5 separate regions of the Mus musculus genome follow, and regions 2, 3, 4 and 5 are each linked to region 1. The links are chromatin contacts, called in public promoter capture Hi-C maps. All regions are on one chromosome and are shown on one strand. Each heading gives the region's core, a stretch centred on a gene start, on an enhancer-like site or on the middle of the called end of the contact. The rest is flanking DNA. Distances are from core to core; before and after follow the strand shown. Region 1 holds the start of Afg1l (AFG1 like ATPase). Region 2 holds the start of Atg5 (autophagy related 5). Region 3 holds the start of Wasf1 (WAS protein family, member 1). Region 4 holds the start of Mtres1 (mitochondrial transcription rescue factor 1). Region 5 holds the start of Bend3 (BEN domain containing 3).

Region 1 (4,150 bases), core at 1,026-3,525:
AACCAACCAAACAAACAAACAAAAAAAGTGTGTATCTACATGCTACATGTGTCTGCATGTGAGTGTGTACATTGTTTTAAGAAAAAAGAAAAGGGCTCATCACATATTAGCTATCAAACTTGAGTACTGTAATCCTGCCTCCCTCCGAGGGCTGGGCCCAACTCATTCATATAACTCCTTACATTTAGTTTAAGACTTCATATGAATTAACAATGTTGTCACGTTTCTACCTACACACCACTGGCTAATATGATTTCTTGGTTGTTGTTAGACCTGAACTCACTATGTAGCACAAGCCAGTCTCAAATCTGCTGTGATAGTCTAGCCTCAGGATCAGCACCTGAGCCCTGGAACAGAGGGCCCCTTTGCTGTCTGAGAAAAGGCTTTCCCTTAACTATTAAGAGGGTTAAAACTGGCCTGGTGGTGGCACACGCCTTTAATCTCAGCACTCGGGAGGCAGAGGCAGGAGGATTTCTGAGTTCGAGGCCAGCCTGGTCTACAAAGTGAGTTCCAGGACAGCCAGGGCTATACAGAGAAACCCTGTCTCAAAAAACTAAAAAAAAAGAAAAGAAAAAAAAGAACTGAACCTATAGCTCTGTGGCAGAAGGGTGGCCTAGTGCACAGGAGACCTTGGGTTCAAAGCACAGTACTGCTGAAAATCAAGCCAAATCCTGCCCTTCCTGTCCTCATGGTCTCTCCCAAGGCTTCCTTCCTGCCTTTGTTTAAGCCAGCTTTGTAAATGAAACTTCAAACAAGAGGGGAAAAAGAAATAACCCTCCTGGGGTTATTTCTTGATGGCGGGTGTGGGGGGGGGGAGTAAAGAAAGGGGCAGAAACTGTAATCCAGACTCAATTAATGAGATTTATACTTCAGCATTTCTCTTGTTTATAAAATAGAAAGGAATATTTTTTACTTTACTTATTTTGTGTGTGTGTGTGTGTGTGTGTGTGTGCGCGTGCGCGCGCGCAAGAGAGGACAAGTGGTGGGTGTTGGTACTTCCCCTCTGCCATATGGGTCCTAGGGATTGAACTCAGGCTTGATAGCAAGGCCCTTTGCTAAGTGGGCCATGTAAAGCTCACAGTCTGGTATTTATTTCAATGACTGAGGGGGGAAAAAAACCTATCTTGAGACGATGAGAATCGGCATTTGCATATATATACTCTGTTAAATTATATCCGATTTTGAAGGTATATAAAGAAGCTCTTGGAGATGAGGAAAGGTGACTGAGGAAGACCATGAGAATAACGTCGTTCATTTGAAAATATCTGCTCATCAGACACCAATCACCATCCTACGTGCCAAGGAAATAAGGACACAGGGTTTGCTGTCTTTTGAGAAACCAGTCCAGTGAAGAGAGGTAAAATTAGCACTTCTGGGAAAGAGCAGCAGGAGGTTCTCAAGTTCGTGGCCAGCCTGTACCACACAGTGAGACCACGTGATTGTAATTTGGCTAACCACTCATTCACAGACACATGACAGTAGAACGAAAGAATCGAAGGTCAGGGGCAAAACAGATAAATGACAGACAAACAGACAAAGTGATGCCCTAGGAATTTAAGACTGCATCGAGAAAATGGGCGGGGAGGGGGCATAGGGTCCCTGACTGACATGACCATTAAGTCCATCACCAGCCTTAAGAGCCCAGATGGGTTGGGGTGAAAGGCTCCCCACACACCAACCCCATCTTGCTTACCCCCATCCCTCCAAGCCGGGCTCTTGCACACCTGCCCTCTCCAGGCCTGGGTTACCTGGGGAAGAACTGGGTTGGCCTCTGACCCTCAAATGGAAGTTACTCTGGGCAGCTGCCTGAGGCGCTCAGCGCTCTTTGGGGCAACGAGATGCAAAAGGTCAATAGACACGAACTCGTCTCTAGGATCCTTACAACTTGTGAAGCCACGGGTGCAGCTGGGAGGGATCAGACAGTGGGGTGACCCCAGGGCCTTGCGCGGCCCGCTCGTGACACGGTCACTGACCTTTCCACAGGGGTTTCCCAGGGCCAGGGGCCGGAGGAGGGATTGCGACGACCCGCGCCCCGCACCCAACACCTCTCCCAGTCAGCCGGCTGCGCGCGGCGGAGCGCAGAGTAACCAAGGGCGACCAGGAGGCCGCCATCTTGAGCTCCGTACAGGGAGGAAAACTTTATTGTAACCCAGAAGACGCGACGGAGCAGCCGGGTGCTGTGGCGCTCCAGGAGGCCACGCCTGAAAATGAGAGAGCGTTAAAGAGAGATGACCTCAAGCTTAGAAAGGCTGCAACGCCTGCCCTTCACGCCTTCCGGTGGGCCTTGGGACTACAAGTCCCGAGAGGCCTCGCGCCTTGAGGGGGCGTGTCCTGACAGTCGCGGGTGCGCCCCACCCCGCTGAGAGGCGGCTAGAACCAACTCTCCACCCCGCCCCCACTGAAACCCTAGTTCTCCAGGCCTGAGAAACCAATTGTAGCTTGTAGTAATAATCGTGAACCTTCTAAGACCGCATAATATGAAGGTGACCAAGAGGTATATATTATACCTCGTCCAATCTGCTATAATATAGCCTCAATTTACTTTTCTTTCGGTGTCCAACGTGTCTCTGAAGGGTACCTGAAATGTGTTTCTGCCACTTTCTGTTTGAGCTGTTGAGTAATAGAAATTATCTTCTATATAGCACATGTTTTCATGCTTTGAAGAAGCTTATAAGTGGGACAGGAAAGCCAAAGGGCCCAGACTGACAGCTGGTGGATGTGGCAGTCATGGGATGGTGTGACCACTTGAATTTGCGACTGCCCTCATTTGAGGCTGGCGACCCTTTGGCTAGATGAACGCTGCAGCTAAAGACAATAGTGGGATCAAGGAGAGAGCACTGTTGTGGAGGAGTACGGAGATTATATTTTTGTCTAGGTGTGTGTGTCCTATATTGAAAGCGATTCTTCTGGAGGCCAGAAGTGGGCATTGATCCCCCCAGAGCTGGCTGAGATTAAAGGCAGCTGTGGGCCACTCAACGTGGGTGCTACGAACCAAACCCTTGTCGGCTGCATAAGTTACACATTATTTAAACAGTTGAGCCACTTCTCTAGTCCATACAAGATTAACTTTTAACAAAAGACAAAGACCTTCCCAGGGGTTGTCGGGTGGTGTTCAGCTGATAGAGTGTTTGCCTAGTTAGCAGGAAGCCCAAGATTCACCAGTCTGGGAAGAAAAAGCACAAACAGCAATCCTAGCATTTGGGAAATGTAGACAGCAGGGTTAGAAGTCCAACTACATAGTTACATCCTTAAAAATAAATAAAACAACAACAACAACAACAAAAAAGTAAACCCTTCAACCGTGGATCATATCTAAAAGACCTGAACATTTAGCTGGGAATTATGGAAAACAAGAAAGTCTAGCATTCCTAGGAAGGAGGAAACAAAGTTTCAATTGTGTGACCAAAAAAGAGAACACTAAGAAGAATTCCAGGAAACCAAATTGTGGTCACCAGAAGAGGAATTCTGAAGAAACAGGAAATGGAAGGTGTAGTATGGCAGAGTAACTTCAAGCCTTTTCTCTGCTAATATGTCAAAGTATGTACCCACCCCGATGGGACTGAAGATAGTCTAAAGAGACACTTGTGTCTTCTTTCCCTTTGGCTATTGCACTACTGAAACAATGGCCCTAAGAAATCAAACTGCTCCCAAGAATCCCACGCTGGGACAAGGAAAAGGTTGAAGCCTGGTGCCAACCAGAAAAGGGAGAAGCTGGGCTCCCGGAAGTGACGTCACACGGTTCAGACAGTGCAGAACCAGCTTGTAGGACACACTGGAGCTGGGCAATGGTGGGCCAGTGATGCACAGGTCACACCTGACCTGGACGGCTGAGTTGTTGTACCTCTTTCCTACGACTTAAACCCAAGCTTCCAGTCAGGATCTCAAAGATGGATTTGGATCTCTCTCTCTCTCTCTCTCTCTCTCTCTCTCTCTCTCTCTCTCCCCCCTCCCTCCCTCCCTCCCTTCTTCCCTCTCCAAGCTCTGACCAGAACAACCGTATCTGCTGATGTACACATCCAGTCTTGGAACTCTAGCTCCATAGACCAGGCTGGCCTTGAACTCAAAGAGATCTGCCTACCTCTGCCTCCTGAGTGCTAGGATAGAAAAAGTGTGCCGCCCCGCTCGCTGCCTGGCTGAAGCAACCTGTTTT
Region 2 (4,150 bases), core at 849-3,348, 1.8 Mb after region 1:
GAGCTCAAGAAATCTTTTCTGGGGCCATGTAGATAGTCATGCTGACCAGTGGGAATGGGGGGTTTACCAGATCTGGGCTAGCGAACGAGCGTGGATCTCTTGCGGTAGCTGGGGTGGGATGCAAACCTGCAGAGTTTCTAGATCCGAGTCGCGATGCAAAAAGAGAAAGAGCTATTAAGGTATGTTCTGGCGGGGTGTGGGTGAAGGAGACACCTCAGCGGGCCCATGCCATGGCATCCTCCCCCCCCCCCCCCCCCAGAGACCACACACAGGCATAGCATAGAACGGAGTTTATTTAGGGCATGGGGAGGGGAGTTAAAAGGGTAGCAGAGACAGAGAGAAGGAGAGAGGAGAGAAGCAGAGGCCAGCCATGGCTACATGGGGGGTGAGGGTGGGGAATGGGAGCAAGGGGGCAAGACCTAAGAGAGAGGCAAGAGAGTAGGAGGGTAAGAGAGAGGAGGGGTCAAGCAATCCCTTTTATACTGGGCCAAGCCTATCTAGCTGTTGCCAGGTAACTGTGAGGAGGAGCATACCTGGCTGCTGGCAGGAACTGTGGGGGTGGAGTTTAGACAGAATTCCAACACACTCCACCTACTCAAAGCAGAAATCTCTACTATATTAAACTCAGTAATCAGTTACTAGCTGAAATCATACCTGGTCTAAGCACTGAAAATAAATGACTATTGTATGCTCAGCCATAAAAGGGACACCATCTCCTCCAAGGCTCAAGGAACCTCACAAAAGAAAGGTGTCAAACTCATGGGACAAGAGCAAGATCACTACAACAAAGTTTGAGGCAAATTTGGAGCAAGTTTTATTAAGTACTGGCCAGGACGTGGACACTGGTACAAGGTCCACACCCAGGATAACCAGAGAATGGCACCAAATTACATTAGGTGGAGCCTTATGAAGGCCAACCCAGCTTCTCCTCAACAGAAGTCTGACAAGACCCTCTTGGGTTTCTTCAGGTAACACTGCCTTTATTTAGATTCATGGCTCTAGCCAGGCTCTGCCGCTGCTGACAGAGCAAAGTGTCGTGGCAGAAATTCCAGTAGAGAAATTGAAGCAGAAGGATGGTAAATTCAAGGTCAGATCGGAGGATGGGGGTTAAAGAGTATCCATGATTATACATAGAGTTTGAGGTCAGTCAGCGTTGCACGAGAGCTTGTCTCAAACCCAAAAAAGGAGGAAGAAAGGAAAGAAAAAAAAAGGCTGGAGAAATACCTACAGATCAGTGTAGTTAAGAGTTAATTGTGCTCACTGATCTCGCAAAAGACTAAAATCATTTCCAGTGCCTGCACTGGGTGCCTCACAACTGCCTGTAACTGCAGCTCCCGGGGCTCCATTTACCATCTCTTAGGATCTAGTTGGACACCTCATCCTCTCCGGGTGGGGGAAGGAAAGAGAAGAGTAAGAGGGGAGAAGAGAAGGAGGAAGAGAAGGTGGAGGAGGACGAGGAGGAGGGTGTTAAAATGTTTGGTGAGTGAAGACCCAGATCAAGTACTCTTTACGTTTTGTTTTATTTTCAAAGCAATAAGAGTAGGAAAGGTACTCTTAGAGGTGAGGGAGGTTTTGGTACTTTTACCAACTGGGGTTAAATACAGCCACTAATGCCTACTGTGGTCCTACAGGAGTGGGGAGGTTCTACCGAGCAAATGAATGTGGTTTACCTTGAAAGCCGGGTGTGGTGGCTCACGTCTGCAGTTCTAGCACTTGGGAGACTGAGGAACACGAGATACCTAGTTAAGTCCCAGACTTGCAGCTTGATACCCCTGTCCTGACTCTAACCCAACTAAATTAAACCATCCCAACCACCCTTAAAAGTAAGGTTTTTACAATACTGTTTTGTGAGGAAGAGAAAAATGCTGCTACCACGGCAGCCGATGTCTCAGGATCCTTTATTTCTCTGTTCTTCCACAACTGTCACACTGACAACCGGGAACACCAACGACTGCGTTCTGTCCATCCAAGAAGAAAACCGGCAAACTCGTTCCGAGTTCAGGCGCTCCCTGTGTGTCTGCGCACGCTCAGGAGCAACTCAGGTCTTGCCAGGTTGGGCCGCGCTCGGAGGGCGGAGCGCTTGCCACGTGGTCTTGGTGACGTCATCTCCGGGCGCCGAGGGTGACTGGACCTACGGTGGGCGCCCGGCGCTGCGGTTCACTCTGGTTCCGAGGGCGGAAGTGCCCGTCGGGCTGTTTTCTGACCCGGGCGGCAGCACTGTGCGGCTGCGCGCGCACTGGGACTTCTGCTCCTGCGCCTCTGCAGGACAGTGTGATCCCGGCAGACAGAACCCGACCGAGCGGCTTTCGCGCTGCGGGAAGCCGGAGCAGAGCCGGCACCTCGGGTAGGGCTCATGTGTGTCCCGGGCGTGGAAGTGTGGGGCGGGAGTGGGACCGGGCAGGGGCAGGGGCTGCGGGCGAGCGGCCCGTGTAAAGAGCGCACCCGGAGGGATGGCGGGGGAGGCGGTGCCGCTGGGCGGAGGTGGGGTTGGCGAGACACCGGCCCGGGAGCCCTTGGGCAGTCTAGCTGTCCCTTTGGGTAGTTAGTATGTCAGTTCCTTACTAAGGTAGGAAATGTAGCATCGAGTCTGGAGCTCAAGTTAAGGACTTGCATTTTATTTAAATCGTAATTGTTTCGGTGCTTTTTGATTCTATCTAAACGCAGACTGTTTCTCTTCGATGCAGTTCTTTGAGTCTCAGTTTAATTTTAGTACTTAATACTAACAAATGCATTTTTCTGTTAGTAGAACACTTTCGTTTATTTAGTTACTTTGTTGAAATTGCTCTCAAAGAATATAAACTTGAGGAACCTAAGAATCTGGGTGGCATGTAGGTTTTTCTCCCAAAGCATGTAGCATTGTTTTCACTGAGAAAGCATAGCAAGTCTTCACTAGTCAGAACCCCAGGAGCAGTTGACTATCTAAAGCCTTCTAGAATTCACCTGATAAGTATCTTGGGTCCTTGATACCGAGTATTTGAGTCAGATGCAAATATTCTGACTTCATTAAAATTATTGTTTGAATTGAAATTTGAGAACAAGAACATTGGCTTTATGGTAGTTGTCTTGGCAGGTGAGAATGTTACACTAAGTTTAATTGTACTTTGAGCCCAGTTTTGTGGCCTGTACCTTTAATTCCAGCAGTGGAGGTGGGGTGAAGGCAGGAAAATCAGGAGTTTAAGGCCAGCCTTGGCTATTTAGTGAGTTTGCTGCAATCCTAGAGGGCATGGTACTCTTTGCAACACACAGACAACATCCTCCAAAGCCCAAAAACAACCTAGCATTTTTTGGCCCTGCATTGGATCTTGAGCAGCACAAAACCAAACTATAACCCGAAAACAAAACAAACCCCAACTGTGATTGCCCACGTTTCTAATCCTTGTGCTAGAGAAGCTGAGGAAGGAAGGTTGCTTTGGGTTGGAGGCCAGCCTGTACTACAGAGCAAGACTCTTGTCTCCGAAAAGAACACACAAACACACACACACAGCTTTAATCCCGGTCTGCATAGTGAGTTTTAGACTAATCAGAGTGACACAGTGAGCACCTGTCCCAAGGGGAAAAAAGTATTTTCCAGGTGATAGAAAGTTCTAGAAAAAGGATAAGCCAATGAAATGGAATGGGTAGGGGTGGTGGTGTGCATGGGAGATCTAGTGCTGTTCACAGAAAAGGTATGTGAGTGAGGCTAAGCTACATGGAAAGGCCATTGGAGCATACTAGCCAATTCCAGGGGCAAATAGGAGTGCTTAGAGATGAGACAAGGTCATTGTGGGACTTTGTAAAGACTTATTTTTTTTTTCCATTTTAATCATAAAGTGACCAGGTTTTGCCTGCATATCCATATGCCCATCATATTTATGCCTAGTGCCCATCAAGGAGTCTGCTAGAACTAGAGGTACTGAAGGATGTGAACCACCATGTGGGACTGAGAGTCAAACCCATGTGCTCTGCAAGTGCAGCCGGAATTCTTTACTGCTGAACCATCTATTTTTTACTTTTACTTTTTTTTTTTTTTTGAGACAGGGTCTCATTCTGTGGCCTTGTATCAGGCTGGACTTGAACTCATAGCTATCTGCTTGCCTCTGCCTTCTGAGGGCTGGGATTAAAAGTTCAGATTCCTTCCTTCCACCCTTCCTTTTCTTTCCTCCCCAACTCA
Region 3 (4,150 bases), core at 1,203-3,702, 1.6 Mb before region 1:
CATAGCACTGAAAGTTGGAATGTCTAAGGAACACACGGGGAAGGCTGCTGGAAAGTCATAGGCTGGCAGAGCTTTGTTCTGTTCTAAAGATAGACTTCCCAGTGTTCTTTCATGCCAGATGTCCTTATAAAAAACTTCAACTTCATAAATGACACAAACAAGACCCAGGGAGAGCTTAGTTAGAAATCTTCTTCTTTTCCCTCGTCAGTCTTTGAGCTGGTCATTCACTCACACAGGGCTTACTACAGACTGATGCTCTCAAAGGGCTCAAGACACACTAAGTCTTCTCCTAAGTTTGGAAACTCTTGCTTTAGCTAACGTGGTCTCTCTCTCTTCGAATTGACATTTCATTTATTTATTTATTTATTTATTTATTTTATTTATTTATTTTGGTTTTTTGAGACAAGGTTTCCCCGTGTAGTCCTGGCTGTCCTGGAACTCACTCTGTACCAGGCTGGCCTCGAACTCAGAAATCTGCCTGCCTCTGCCTCCCAAGTGCTGGGATTAAGGCATGTGCCACCACTGCCTGGCAACTTTTTATTTTTTTATTTTTATTTTTTTAAGAAAGGATTTGTCTGAGCAATCTACACACACAAAAAAAAAATCACACTTCTACCTTATTCTTTGTTGTGGTTATTACCCCATCCCATCCCCACCCCACCCCCCACCCCCGGACACCCAGTGTTCAATTCAATCTGTAACTACTTTATTTGTCCACATTTAATTGGTTGTTTCACCCACGAGAATGATTCCAGTATGAACTATGATAGCAAAGATGTTCTGGTTGGTTGACCCTTGTGGCTTTAATCCTGTTGTTACTGGGAAACAATACATGCTCCATAGAGAACTATATTATAGAACTATAGAACTGGGTTTCCCCCTTTATCAACTTCCTCGGTTGGGTTCGTGCATGCTACTTCCTAAACTTTATGTCCTTTTCCCATTCATTGTATTAACACAAAGAATCACAATAGCTAACATGTATCGCTTTCCACTAGATAGATATTCGGCTCTGTGCTATAATCTTTACCATATAATTTCACTCAATCTTTACAATAACCCCCCGATAAATATGTTTTTATACAGCTATCTTCATTGCACAACTGTACAAAAGAACGTTGTGTAATTTGAAAGTAGTGAAGCCAGGATTCGTGCCGAGTTCCTCAAAAACAAAACAGTGCCTGGCCGTGGCTCACTTCTAGTGAGGGTACAAATTCTAGTTTGAAAGTCTTGATCCAATATTATCTATGCTCTGAACTTATAACTGATCTAATAAGGCTACATCTTAGTCTACAAATTCAAACTTTCCTCCTCTCCTGAACTAATTTTATCCGACGGAGATAGGAAGGACAGGGGTTAGTGGAGAGCTGCTCCGTACTTCTAATCGTCAAGGAGGATGTGGGAAGAGATGTAAACGCTAGTTACATACTTCTCAGCGCCAAGGTAGACCAGCCTCTAACCCGAGACGAGCTGAAAGCAGTTCCTGAGCTTATTAGTGTCCAAAACACTTACCTTAACTGCCACCTCCGGAGCCGAGTCCACCGCCACGGTCAGAGAGAGCTTGGCTGAAGGCGATTTGGTCAAGTGCATGAGAGAGTCCGCGGCTGGCAGCGGACACCGACTGCCCTCACTGTCCGAATCCGATTCGGACCCCGAGCCCGAGCCATACGAAGCAGCTAGAGCTGCAATCGCAGCCGACATGACTGCAACAGATACTCTCTGCTAAGGCCAGGCCAAGGCGGAAGAAGCAGCGTCTCCCAGGTCCTGTCAGATTGTCATGGAACTCGATATTTACCTCCTTTAAAAAAAATCATTTATAACTTCTCGAAAAAAACTTTATTATTGAGATAACTGTATCAAAACTTGAGATTCACAAACATTTATCTAAAGAAGCACAAGGGATTACAACTATTTGTAACTTTCAGGACCTCGTTGATTAAAGACCCAGTCCTGAGATGTGTTTGAAGCCTCGAGGACCTTCACTCCCGGCGTACAGTGCGGCGAGGAGCTCGCGGCACCATGGGAAATGTAGTTTGGAGCGAGGAGGTGGAGCCCGGCAGAGGGGGCCTGCCTTCGACCCCGCCCCCAAGAGGATGCTTCATTCAATTGGATGTCATCTTCCCTCATTCCCGAGCCCAGCACCGTTCTCTCCGGCCCCCTCCCCCAAAGTGCGGATCGGGCAATACCACAGAGCCTCAGGACAGGGGGAAGCGCCGTCCTCTTGCCCACGGACGGGTAAGTGGGTGGATGCTCATTCTCCCACCATGCCGCCGTACGCCCTGCAGGGTTCGAGGGGAGAGTGCGAATCCTAAGTTCAGAGACCTGGGACCCGTCCGGTGCAGCTCCGGGGAAAGGTCGTGAGGCCAGGCGGAGAGCGCCCCGCGGCTCCCCCTGCTGCAGGCGCGGGTCCCCGCGCCCGGTTGTGGAGCGTCGCGCGGGGAGGGGGCGGCGCAGGGCAGCGGCTGCTCGCGGTGTTGTTCGCTCGCGCGTCGAGCGCACCGCGGCTCGGGCGAGCAGTGGGCGCCCCCGGCGGCATTCCCGGCGGCCCGGCGCCTCAGCCAGTGCCCGGCGCGGCTTCCATCCCGCAGCCCGACGCTCCCGAGGGGCTCCTGGTGGCGCCCCAGTGCGGAGCCGGACCGGCGGCAGCCGCCGAAGCATGTAGAAGGGGTACGGCGCGAGCCCCCCACGGTTTCGCGGTGAGCACGAGTCTCTCAGGATTTTGTCCCTTTTTTTTCTTCCCGGGGTCCTGACGAGGGAACTGTTCTCCACCGACCCGAGCCGAGAGGGGCGTGTGGATGAGCCGGGGTCTGCAGCGGCGGCGATGGATGGGCGCGCCGCCCCCGCCCCCATCCCGGGCTCCCCCGCGCCCGCCGCCCAGCAGCCCGGGCTGCGCGTGGAGGACGAGGCGTGGGATCTCGGGCGCGGGGACTGGCCCGAGGCTGCTCTGGGTGCAGCATCTGCGGCTCTCACCTGCGGCGCGGGGTTCGGGGCTCCGATCCCGCCGCTCCGCCCTTGTGCATCGGCGCCGGCGAAGGCTGCAGCCAGTCGCGGAGCCCTCGGCTCGCCCGGCGTGCCAGCGGTTCTGAAAAGCGAGCCCTGGCCGCGGGTCTTTGCGCCGCGGCTCTCTGCACGACCATGGTAAAGCGAGTGCGGGCATCCCTTTATATTCCAGTTTGGAAGAGAAGGCAGAGAGGGTGCTGGCTCTTTTGATGCCTGGAAATGGGGAGGTTCCTCGGGCAGAGTTAGGGAGACGCTTGCTGGGCTCTGATGTCGGCAGGACTCGCCCATTGTGCCACCCAGATAATTATTCAACTATGCAGCATCCATTGCACCTTTCCCATTTTTCTTTTCCCCTAGCTACAGCATGCCCCCTAGCTTCCGTAGACACCTTCTCTAGCACTTGCGGATGATGAACTAGAATAATGGTGAAAAGAAAGCTCATCGGATCCCAACATTCACGACCTGCCCTGTGACTGACTAATTAATACCTAGCTAGAATAGGTACTTTAATTCGACTCATTCTGACCCTATCCTTTACTATACAAAATGTGCCCGACATTCTATTTACATTTTTTTCTTGGTGTTCACATTAGCTAAGTCTTTATTTTCAGTAATCGGTGTGATTAGTTTATTAGTTGTTCAGTTGTACAAACATCCATTGACATTGTAAATTTAATTGGTAAACTTTCATTTTTCTAATTGTTGGGAGCCGCATAACACAAGTACAGATGCAGTCCCATTTGGAACTCACAGGAACAGTTTATCTTTGATCTAAGTTTCTGTTAGGGAAAGTATTTTTATTTATTTTGAATATTTGAATAACGTACTTATATATAAAATTTTCCGTTTTAATAAGAAAAGTTTTGTATTTGTAGAATATTTGAACATCCGATTTACTAATCATATCTTTCATTTGAATGAGAGGGAGGATTTAATATGGGAGGAGAAAAACTCCCTAACTTGGATTTTAATTTTCACTTAGTTCTTTTTAAAGTATATTTTATTGCCAGTTACAGTTTTTTTCTTTTAACTCTTATCGACATGGATATGAGTAGATCCAGTTTTGAATACCTTAAGGACAGAATATATCTCAAAACCTTGGGAAAAAAACATAGCTACTTACTACTTAAATGATATCATTTAAGAACAG
Region 4 (4,150 bases), core at 483-2,982, 1.1 Mb after region 1:
ACCCAAACTAAACAAAACCTGAACAGTGACAACCGTGTCTGTCTTACTTGGTCAGCTTCAGCCCCTGCCGCACTGACACTAGTCTTCATGGTCCTTACACACAAGCAGCTATCCTTAAAGAGTGTTTTCCATGGCTACAACTGATTTAGAGCTGGGGTGATTATAAAGGATAGAGATTTTTTTTTACTCATGCCTCTAGAGTCTGGGAAATTCAAGTCAACTGCCTCTAACCCTCTTCTCCCCTTAAACAAACTCCCCTTCCCTTCTGCCCTTTAGAAGCTGCCATTTGGTGAAAGGACTTCTTGCTGCATCACAAGGTGGAAGATAAGGATGGTGTAAGCATGCCAGAGAGAGCTTGTTTTCATAACAAAGCCACGTACTCCCTTAATACCCACTAATACCGACTGTCCATTCTTCAGAAAGAACCTTCATGGCCCTGCTCTTCCTAAAGGTACTGCACCAAATTCCTAACACATGAAACTAGGGGGACACATTCTGGACAAACTAGGGACCTTTGTTCCAGACAGGCCTAGAACACTCTCACTTAGGTATCTGCAAGGAAACTCACCTTCAAGTCTAGACTCAAACACATCCCCTCAGCGGGGCCTACCCATTCCATTCCAACTATTCCAACGCAACTCCACCTTGCCAATCGGTCCCCTTTACCACACTTACCCCACCCCCAGAGCTAATCACAGGCTGCTGTGTAATTTACCAGATGCTGTCTGCATGTGCATACACTCCACAAGACTAGACTTCTTCTTCATCCCTGTTTTATTTATCTCACGTGCACAGAAATAGTGCCTGGTAATTAAAAACTTGCAGAAGCTAGGAACGCTGTTGCAAGCCTATAATTCAAGCATCTGGGAAAGAGGCAGGAGCTCACGTGTTCAAGGACATCGTTCACTATAAAAGTAAGAAGCCAGTCACAACGAGGCCGCCTTAAAAAAGTCTTATAGACCTAAGTCTGGAGGTCACCCAGACGGCACGAGAGATACAGAGAGTTTTAGTAGGAAAGTAACCCGGCAGGAGTCCATATGAAAAAATCTCCTTGACGGCAGTTTGCATTAGAGATGACTAGGAAAGAAAGCCCGTAAGGTTCGTTTCGGGTGAGATTTCTATAAAGCTATAGACTCTATAACGAAGGCTAAGACTGGCAGAAGAGCAGTGTTTAGGATACACAGGCAAAGCTGTCCTTGACCTGCACTACGCTGGGAGTGGATCCACGTTCCTTAGCGTGTCACCGCTCTGTAAGACCCGGGCCTGGCCTCCAGTTGGTTGGGTCTACAGCTACGAAACCCTTCCCTTCTGCGGACGTCGGAAGCGGACTTCTACACAAGATCGAGTTCCCCTGGAGCCCTCCCATCCCGAACCTTCCCCAGGTCCCCCAAGGTCAAAGGAAACTGGACACTCCCACGCCGCCCAGCCCCGAGTCAGTGTGTCTGCAGCTTGCTGCACCCAAGTCCGGGGACGCACAGCCTGGGCCAGCTTAATTCCCACGGTCCCGGGGTTCGAGAGGCGTCCCTAGGCAACCCCAACTCTGCGGAACGGGAAGGGTTCGCAGACACGGCCGGAGCGCCGCAGGGCAGAAGCCAGCCGAGGGCGAAGCGCCCGGCGAGGGGCTGAGCCGGCGGGCCAGTAGGGGCGCACTCACCTGCGCAGTCCGCTGGTCCCTCCCCGGACCGCGCCGACCGCAGGCGGGAGCCACCTCCGCACCTGCCCCGCCTCTTCCGCCCCAGCCTACGCAGAGAGTGGACCCCTAGGCGCATCTGAGCACGGTGGTGGCCTCACAGCGTCCCCTGCTGGACGCGGCGCCTTGGAGGACCACGCTGTTGAGGTCGGGGTGTGGGGAAGTGAGGTGGGGGGGGGGGGGGGGGGGAGAGGGGACGTGGGAGGCCCATCCCAGGCCCGCTGAGCTTGGCAGCCAGTTCCAGAAGAATTTGGTTTGGAAGCAAAAGTTCTTTCTCTCGAATAGCCAAAGCCCTGAACTTCTTAGTGAGTTATAGATGTTGTCTCCAGAAAACTGTCTTAACATCACAGAATATAAGAGTTTACTTCTAACCCGTCCGTGTGTAGGTGTATCGCTGTAATCCCAACACTGGAGAGACCGAGGTAGGAAGAATGGGGGTTCAAGGTTTTCCTTGGGTACATGACTAGGAAGTTCGAGGCCAGGCTGAGCTACAAAGAAATAAATATAAATGGGAATAAATAAAATACCTCACATTGGGTGTGATCCTATCATTGGGGGAGTGGAGGCAGAAAGATCAAGTAAGTCACTTGACCTGTCTTTGGCTACATAACAAGCTTGAGACCAGCTTGGGTTACATGAAACCCTGTCTCAATATATCAACCCCTGACCCCCCACCCCCCAAAAAAAACTAAGTCACACCGTTTTCGTTCAGTTTTCTTGCCATGCCAGAAGTGATTGGACAGGGGTTAGAGTCTAGGAAAACACGGTTTAGTGGAACCAGTGAAAACAAACCTTGGGAGTCAGATGGAATATAGCCCAGACACTAGAGTACAGTCAGTTTCACAAAAGTTGTTTTTTTGTTTTGTTTTGTTTTGTTTGTTTGTTTTTAAAACGTAAATACTTTTACGTGTATGAGTGTCTTTGCCTGCATGTACCATGTGCCTCTATGCTGAAGGAGGCCAGAAGAGGGCATTGCATCTCCTGGGACTGGAGTTACAGATGGTTGCTAACCACCATGCAGATGCTGGGAATGGAATCTGGCTCATCTGGAAGAGCAGCCAGTGCCCTTCCCTCTGGAGCCCAGGTTTAGATATGTTTGCGTTAACGTTTGTTGGGATATATGCTGTATTAAACGAGAAGTAGCCTTCCTGATTTTCTTCTTTTTCAGACGTTTCCCTTCCAAGTCTGTGAGCTCTGTTCCCCGCCTTTTCATTGATGCTCCTTTCTCCTAAGTTGGCACAATAGTTTCTTGATTGTGTTTGTATAAGAGGAATGCACAACTACAAATTGTTTCAAATGCTGAAATGATACATCTACACGGTTGACATTGTGAGATCAGGAGGGATACACAGTTGCATTTACTTGTAGGTCAACACCTGCCATCATGTTTGACCTAGGGAACTCAGGTCTTTTAGTCTTGGCAGCGAAAGCCTTTATCCTTTGAGCCAGTTCACCACCCCTTGGGAAAAAATTTTTTAAAAAAATTAAAAAGATTGCAGGGTATGGTAGCCCATGTCTTTAGTTTTAGCATTTGTGAGGCAGAGGCAGGCAGATCTCTGTGGGTTTGAGACCAGCCAGGTCTAAAAAGCAAGTCTAGAACAGCTAGGGCTCCTTTCACAGAGAAACACTGTCTCAAAAAACAAAACAAAACAAAACAAAACAAAAAAACCAAACAACCAAACCAACCAAACAAAAAATGTTATTTCTGTGGGTGTCTGTGGGTGTGTAGGTCAGAGGACAGCTTGCCGGAGTCTGTCTACTATGTGGGGCCCAGGGATCAAAATTGCATTGCCAGGTCTGGTAGCAAGTGCGTTTACCCACTGAGCCATCTCACAGGGTGAAATCTTTTTAAGATGACATACAGAGGACCAGGAGAGATGGCTCAGTGGTTAAGAGCACTGGTTGCTCTTCCAGAGGATGTGGATTTGATTCCCAGCACACATATGGTGGCTTATACTATCTGTAGCTCCAGTTCCAGAGACCAATCCCTCTTTTGACATGTGAGAGCATCAGGCACACACACACACACAAGCAAAATTAATATTTGAATACACATTTATTTTCTTTATTAATTCTTCAGGTATTGTAGAAAAAACACTTGTTCATAATAATTAGTAATTCTGTAGAAAAGAAAAAATAGTTAATACAAAGGCCTTTATATGTGTAATTTAAAAAATATTTATTTGGGCAGGAGAGATGGTTCAGCAGTTAAGAGCACTGACTGCTCTTCCAGAGGTCCTGAGTTCAATTCCTAGCAACCACTTGGTGGCTCACAACCACCTGTAATGGGATTAATGCCCTCCTCTGGTTTGTCTGAAGAGAGTGACAGTGTACTCAGATACATAATATAAATAAATAAATCTAAAAAATATTTATTTTATGTCTATTCAAATATTATCTCATATAGCTTGACTGACCTTGAACTTGCTCTGTAGCTAAGGATACGCTTGGACTTCTTGT
Region 5 (4,150 bases), core at 1,134-3,633, 1.0 Mb after region 1:
CCTTGGTCCTGTGAAGGTTCTAAGCCCCAATATAGAGAGATGCCAGGGCCAGGAAGTGGGAGTGGGTGGGCTGGGGAGCAGGGGGAGGGGGAAAGGGATAGAGGGAGGGAGTTTTTGGAGGGGAAACCTGGAAAGGGAATAACATTTGAAATGTAAATAAAGAAAATATCTAATAAAAAAATAAAAAAACATGAAACTAAGTTTCTTTTATAGATAGTAATGTAGTCCATTTCTGTTAATTTTTTTCACACCCCTTTAAAAAAAAAAAACTTTTTGTTTTTGGAAACAAGATGTCACCATGTAGTCTAGCCTGGCACTTTCTAAAGAAAAATCCCACCACCTTTGTCTCCAATCTGCTGGGCGCAGAGGTGGGTAGCCCCATGGCAACTCTGCTAATGACTTAGTGGGGACACACAACAAACTCCACTTACCTTGAAAGCTAAACCCAAACCAAAACAAAACACCTAGTATCTGACCCAAGCTTAGGTCTCTAACAAAGAAGAGATGATTTATTTGTCTTGGACACTTGAGTTCTCACTGTGAATAGTTGGGCAAAGATAGATCCTGTCACAATTCAGGAAATTTTTCTTTTTAAAAACTGAACACGGCCATTTTACATTCTTAAAGCAACGCAGCAGAGCGGTTTAAATGGAAAACGAGCTTAGATGCTAACTGTTCCCGACTCTTCTGGGAAATCCGACAAAACTAAACTAATGAAACGCAACGTCTCCTTTTATAATTCTAACTGTCACATTAAATTGAAGGTGAGGACAAAACTGCAGCATCTGTTAACGCAGCCGAGGGAAGAGTTGTGCTGCGCATGTCACTTAATGCACAAGTGCAGAAGTCAAGTTCCCTAACGAATCCAAGTGCTTCCACTTTGTCTCCAGGGAATGTATAAATTAACCATTCCCCCTCCCTTCCTCCCTCCTCCCTATTTTAAATGTAGATAGGGCGACCCTAGCCTTTTGAATTTGAAGGGCTGCTATCTCGGGCCCATTCTTTCCATCATCCTGTTTTGAATGACACTGAGCACGTATAGATTCTCTTATAAAAGCACCCCTAGGATGCTGGGCTCCTTTCTTCAAGCTGCTAGCTAATTTTGCATAGCAATTAGTACTGACTTCTCCAAGTCTGCAACCCAAACACCTCTCCAGAACGTTCCACAGTCCCTCCAAGGTCCAACTCTGCGCCATTAGATTTCAAACCAGAAGGCGAGGAACTTGCGTAATGATTAAATTCCCAATTTGTGTGAAGACACAATAATCTCTGACTACGCGTTAATTCCAACCTTAGGCCGCGACTGGGCAGCTAGGAGCCAGCATGTACGTCCTTTTAAAATCTATTCTACGTATTCACTGACCGCGCCGGGCCGGGCCACATGGTCCTCTCTCGCAGCCAGTCAGCTGTAGGCAGCAGATGGGATCATTTGCATTTTTCTTTTTAGACATTTTTTTTCCATCGGCAAATTAAAGGATTAAAAAAATTTTTTTTTCCGTTCTCATTGTTTACCAAAACCAGGCACGCAGCTTAAAAGTTGACTTGGGCTTTTCTTTTCCCTCCACCCCCACCCCAAGTCCCCGAAAGTTGGAGAACTGCGAGGGGTTGGTTTCTTATTTCTCAACTCCGACTCTGCAGTCCGGGAAACTAGGAGACGGTCGGTCTTAACTAACTCGGCGACTGGAGTCTCCCAGTTTTCCGCGCTGAGCCCCGTGGCTCTGAGTTGGTGGCATGAGGGTCCCCAAGCGCGTGCTTCGCTCCGCAGCCTCAAGCGGCAAAACTTGGGCTCTCGGAACTCAGGCTTTACGGGAGAGGGCGGCCACCCTGCCGGGGGAGTGGCCAGGGCTCCCCCAGAGCCCGGGGTCGCTCTCCAGTATACCCCCCCAACCACGAATCCATGCAGAACTGGAGGGGGGGCGCACCCCGAAGTCTTTGTGCCCGGCGTGGCACGGGAAGGTCCGTGCGATGGTGCGGCGCCACAGCCGAGCGCCCCAAAAGCGGGGGGCGCGGGCGGAAAAGACACGGCGCGTTGCCTCCCACCCCCACCCCCCGGGGTTAGAGAAAAAGTAGAGAAAGAGGCGCCGGGGCCACGCTCCAGCCCGGAGAGCACGTAGCCGAGAATGCCGCGGGGCGCTTTCCCGTGGGTGAGAGCCGCCCTGGTCCGCCGGCAGCCGGCGCGGGCCCACGTGGAGCCGCGCTGTGCAGGCCGAGCGCACCCGCCCCGCAGCGCGCCCCAGCTCCCCGCCGCGGTCGCTCACGCCCGAGCGCCGCCGCCGCCGCCGCCGCTGGTCCCGCGTGTGCCCCGCTGAGGGGGAGGGGCGGCGCGGTGGGGGCGGAGGGCTTGAGGTTCCACTGCAGCGGGGGCTCCTGTGTCCTTGTGCGGAAATGACACACGGAGTCCCGTCACGTCACGCGAGAGCGCAGCGCACGGACACACACAAAGAGAGGGGAAAATACACGGCGCCCGCCCGCCCGCCGCCCCCAGCCAGTCGGCGGGGCCGCCCCGGCCAGGCCCTGCGCGCTCGGCCCCCACTGCGGCCCGCGCGCCCGCCCCCCGCACGTGGCGCCCGAACTCGGCGCGGGTCCCGCTCCGCAAAGTAACAACTCTCGTCCCAGGTGAGTGTGGGCCCCGGTCGGGGCCGCCTGCGAGCGGCTCGCCGCCTCCGCGCGGGCTGGAAGGGGGAGCGGGCGCCCACGGGCTCGTCGCGCCCCATTGTGCCGCGCGCCCCTTTGTGCCCGCTCGGAACGCCGCGACTCCATGGCGTTCCGGGAGCACGCGCGCCGCGGCCAGGGAGGAGGAGGAGGGAGGGGAGGACGCACGGTGGAACGGTCCGCGCCGCCGCCGCCAGGCCGGCCCCACTCGCGCCGCGCGCCGGCTCTCCACCCCCGGCGGGCCGGCGATGGAGCGGCCGAGGGCCGCCGGGGAGCAACTGCGCGGCGCCGGAGCGCTCGCGTTCGACCGGCCTGTGGCGGCGATGGAGGGGTGTCAGAGGGAGCAGAAGGGCGGGGAGCCAGAGGCCGGAGAGCCGCCGCTCGGAGGGACGCTGCCCCGGGGAGGCAGCGGAGGGAGCGAGGCTGCCGGCGGCTGGGAGCGGGGTGCGGCGAGCCCCGCCGCCAGGGGGCGCGGCACCCTCCCGGGCCGTTCCACGGCGCTCCGTGGTTCCCGCTGCCCGGCTGGAGGCGGGTCCAGCGCGGCGCTCTGGGTGTGCACCCCAGCGAGCGCGAGGCCTTCCTGGCGGGCGGTGGAGCCGGGCCGGGGCGCTCGCCGCCCCTCGTGACTTGTGCCCGCCACGATCGACGTAATTTCCCACGCAGACTTGGCTCGGGCTGTGAGGCGCGGAGTTGTGAAGGCCTTGTGGGCTGGGACTCAACTCATCTGAGTTCTTTTTTTCTTTTTTTTTTAAGTTTGTCCTAAAGTAGAAGTTTGATCGCTCAGGTGGCCCGCTTGGGAGTATTTTGGAGGTGGAGGCCAACCAGAGATGCTCAGAATTAATGTTCACTGTTTGGAAGTCAGAGAACTTCCTTTTAGAAGTAACTTTTGAATGTTTTCCTACAAGTAACACGTCACTGAGTAGAGGGGAGGGTGCCAGAAATCTATAAAGACCCAGAAAACCCAGGCGAGTGGGGAACGTGTGGAAATGTCCCAGATAGAGGTTTTAGGTTTGTCTCTGTTTCGGTTCCATGCCTGCAGTTTTTCTCTTTTTGCGACTTTCCACTTTTAATTCATAGGTGTTTGGGTTTTGTTTTTAAGCTTCATTTTCGGTGTATGTGTTTTGACTGCATATATATGCGCCATATCCATGCCTGGTCTCCTAAGAGGTCAGAGGAGGGCATCGGATTTACAGATAGATGGTTGGGAGCAGCCACGTGGGTGATGGGAACACAACCCACGACCTCTGCAAGAGCCACAAGTGCTCTTAAACGCTGAGCCATCTCTCCAGCCCCTCGTTTTAGAGTTTCATGTGTAAACCTTACAGGACTTCAGCTTCCTCGAATACTGGGATTTAGCCAGGATTTTTTTGTTTTTTTGTTTTCCTTTTTTGAGACAGTCTCCTGTGGTCCCTGCTGGCCTCAGACTTTTTTGTTATATAGGCCTGCGTGATCCTGAACGCCTGTCAAGTTACAGGAGTTACATACTTGGGATTACAAG

What was found. Promoter capture Hi-C pulls out the DNA fragments that hold promoters and counts their contacts.
Region 2: a promoter capture Hi-C map of pre-B cells shows a contact between it and region 1, with 2.7 times the contacts expected there. The contact joins the promoter of Atg5 here to the promoter of Afg1l in region 1. A contact is called at or near these places in 2 of 39 promoter capture datasets (liver and pre-B cells).
Region 3: a contact with region 1 is called in a promoter capture Hi-C map of liver, with 5 times the contacts expected there. The contact joins the promoter of Wasf1 here to the promoter of Afg1l in region 1. A contact is called at or near these places in 5 of 39 promoter capture datasets (the C10 cell line, liver, neutrophils and 1 more), 3 of 484 Hi-C or Micro-C datasets (CD4 T cells, embryonic stem cells and olfactory sensory neurons) and 1 of 9 other capture datasets (liver).
Region 4: a contact with region 1 is called in a promoter capture Hi-C map of liver, with 3 times the contacts expected there. The contact joins the promoter of Mtres1 here to the promoter of Afg1l in region 1. A contact is called at or near these places in 3 of 39 promoter capture datasets (the C10 cell line, liver and pre-B cells) and 2 of 484 Hi-C or Micro-C datasets (B cells and pre-B cells).
Region 5: a contact with region 1 is called in a promoter capture Hi-C map of pre-B cells, with 3 times the contacts expected there. The contact joins the promoter of Bend3 here to the promoter of Afg1l in region 1. A contact is called at or near these places in 4 of 39 promoter capture datasets (cranial neural crest, liver and pre-B cells) and 1 of 484 Hi-C or Micro-C datasets (CD4 T cells).

The regions. Positions count from the first base shown.
Region 1 is chr10:42,476,290-42,480,439 of GRCm38.p6, forward strand. It overlaps Afg1l (AFG1 like ATPase), which reads right to left and starts at 2,276. Exons shown (of 13, transcript NM_145743.2): 1 at 1,974-2,276. The coding sequence starts at 2,112.
Region 2 is chr10:44,266,241-44,270,390 of GRCm38.p6, forward strand. It overlaps Atg5 (autophagy related 5), which reads left to right and starts at 2,099. Exons shown (of 8, transcript NM_053069.6): 1 at 2,099-2,344. Gm40637 (a long non-coding RNA gene) reads right to left here and starts at 1,962. Exons shown (of 2, transcript XR_871625.2): 1 at 1,873-1,962; 2 at 1,502-1,721.
Region 3 is chr10:40,881,375-40,885,524 of GRCm38.p6, forward strand. It overlaps Wasf1 (WAS protein family, member 1), which reads left to right and starts at 2,453. Exons shown (of 9, transcript NM_001379453.1): 1 at 2,453-2,696. It overlaps Cdc40 (cell division cycle 40), which reads right to left and starts at 1,769. Exons shown (of 15, transcript NM_027879.2): 1 at 1,513-1,769. The coding sequence starts at 1,701.
Region 4 is chr10:43,539,286-43,543,435 of GRCm38.p6, forward strand. It overlaps Mtres1 (mitochondrial transcription rescue factor 1), which reads right to left and starts at 1,733. Exons shown (of 4, transcript NM_026411.2): 1 at 1,655-1,733.
Region 5 is chr10:43,476,757-43,480,906 of GRCm38.p6, forward strand. It overlaps Bend3 (BEN domain containing 3), which reads left to right and starts at 2,384. Exons shown (of 4, transcript NM_199028.2): 1 at 2,384-2,616.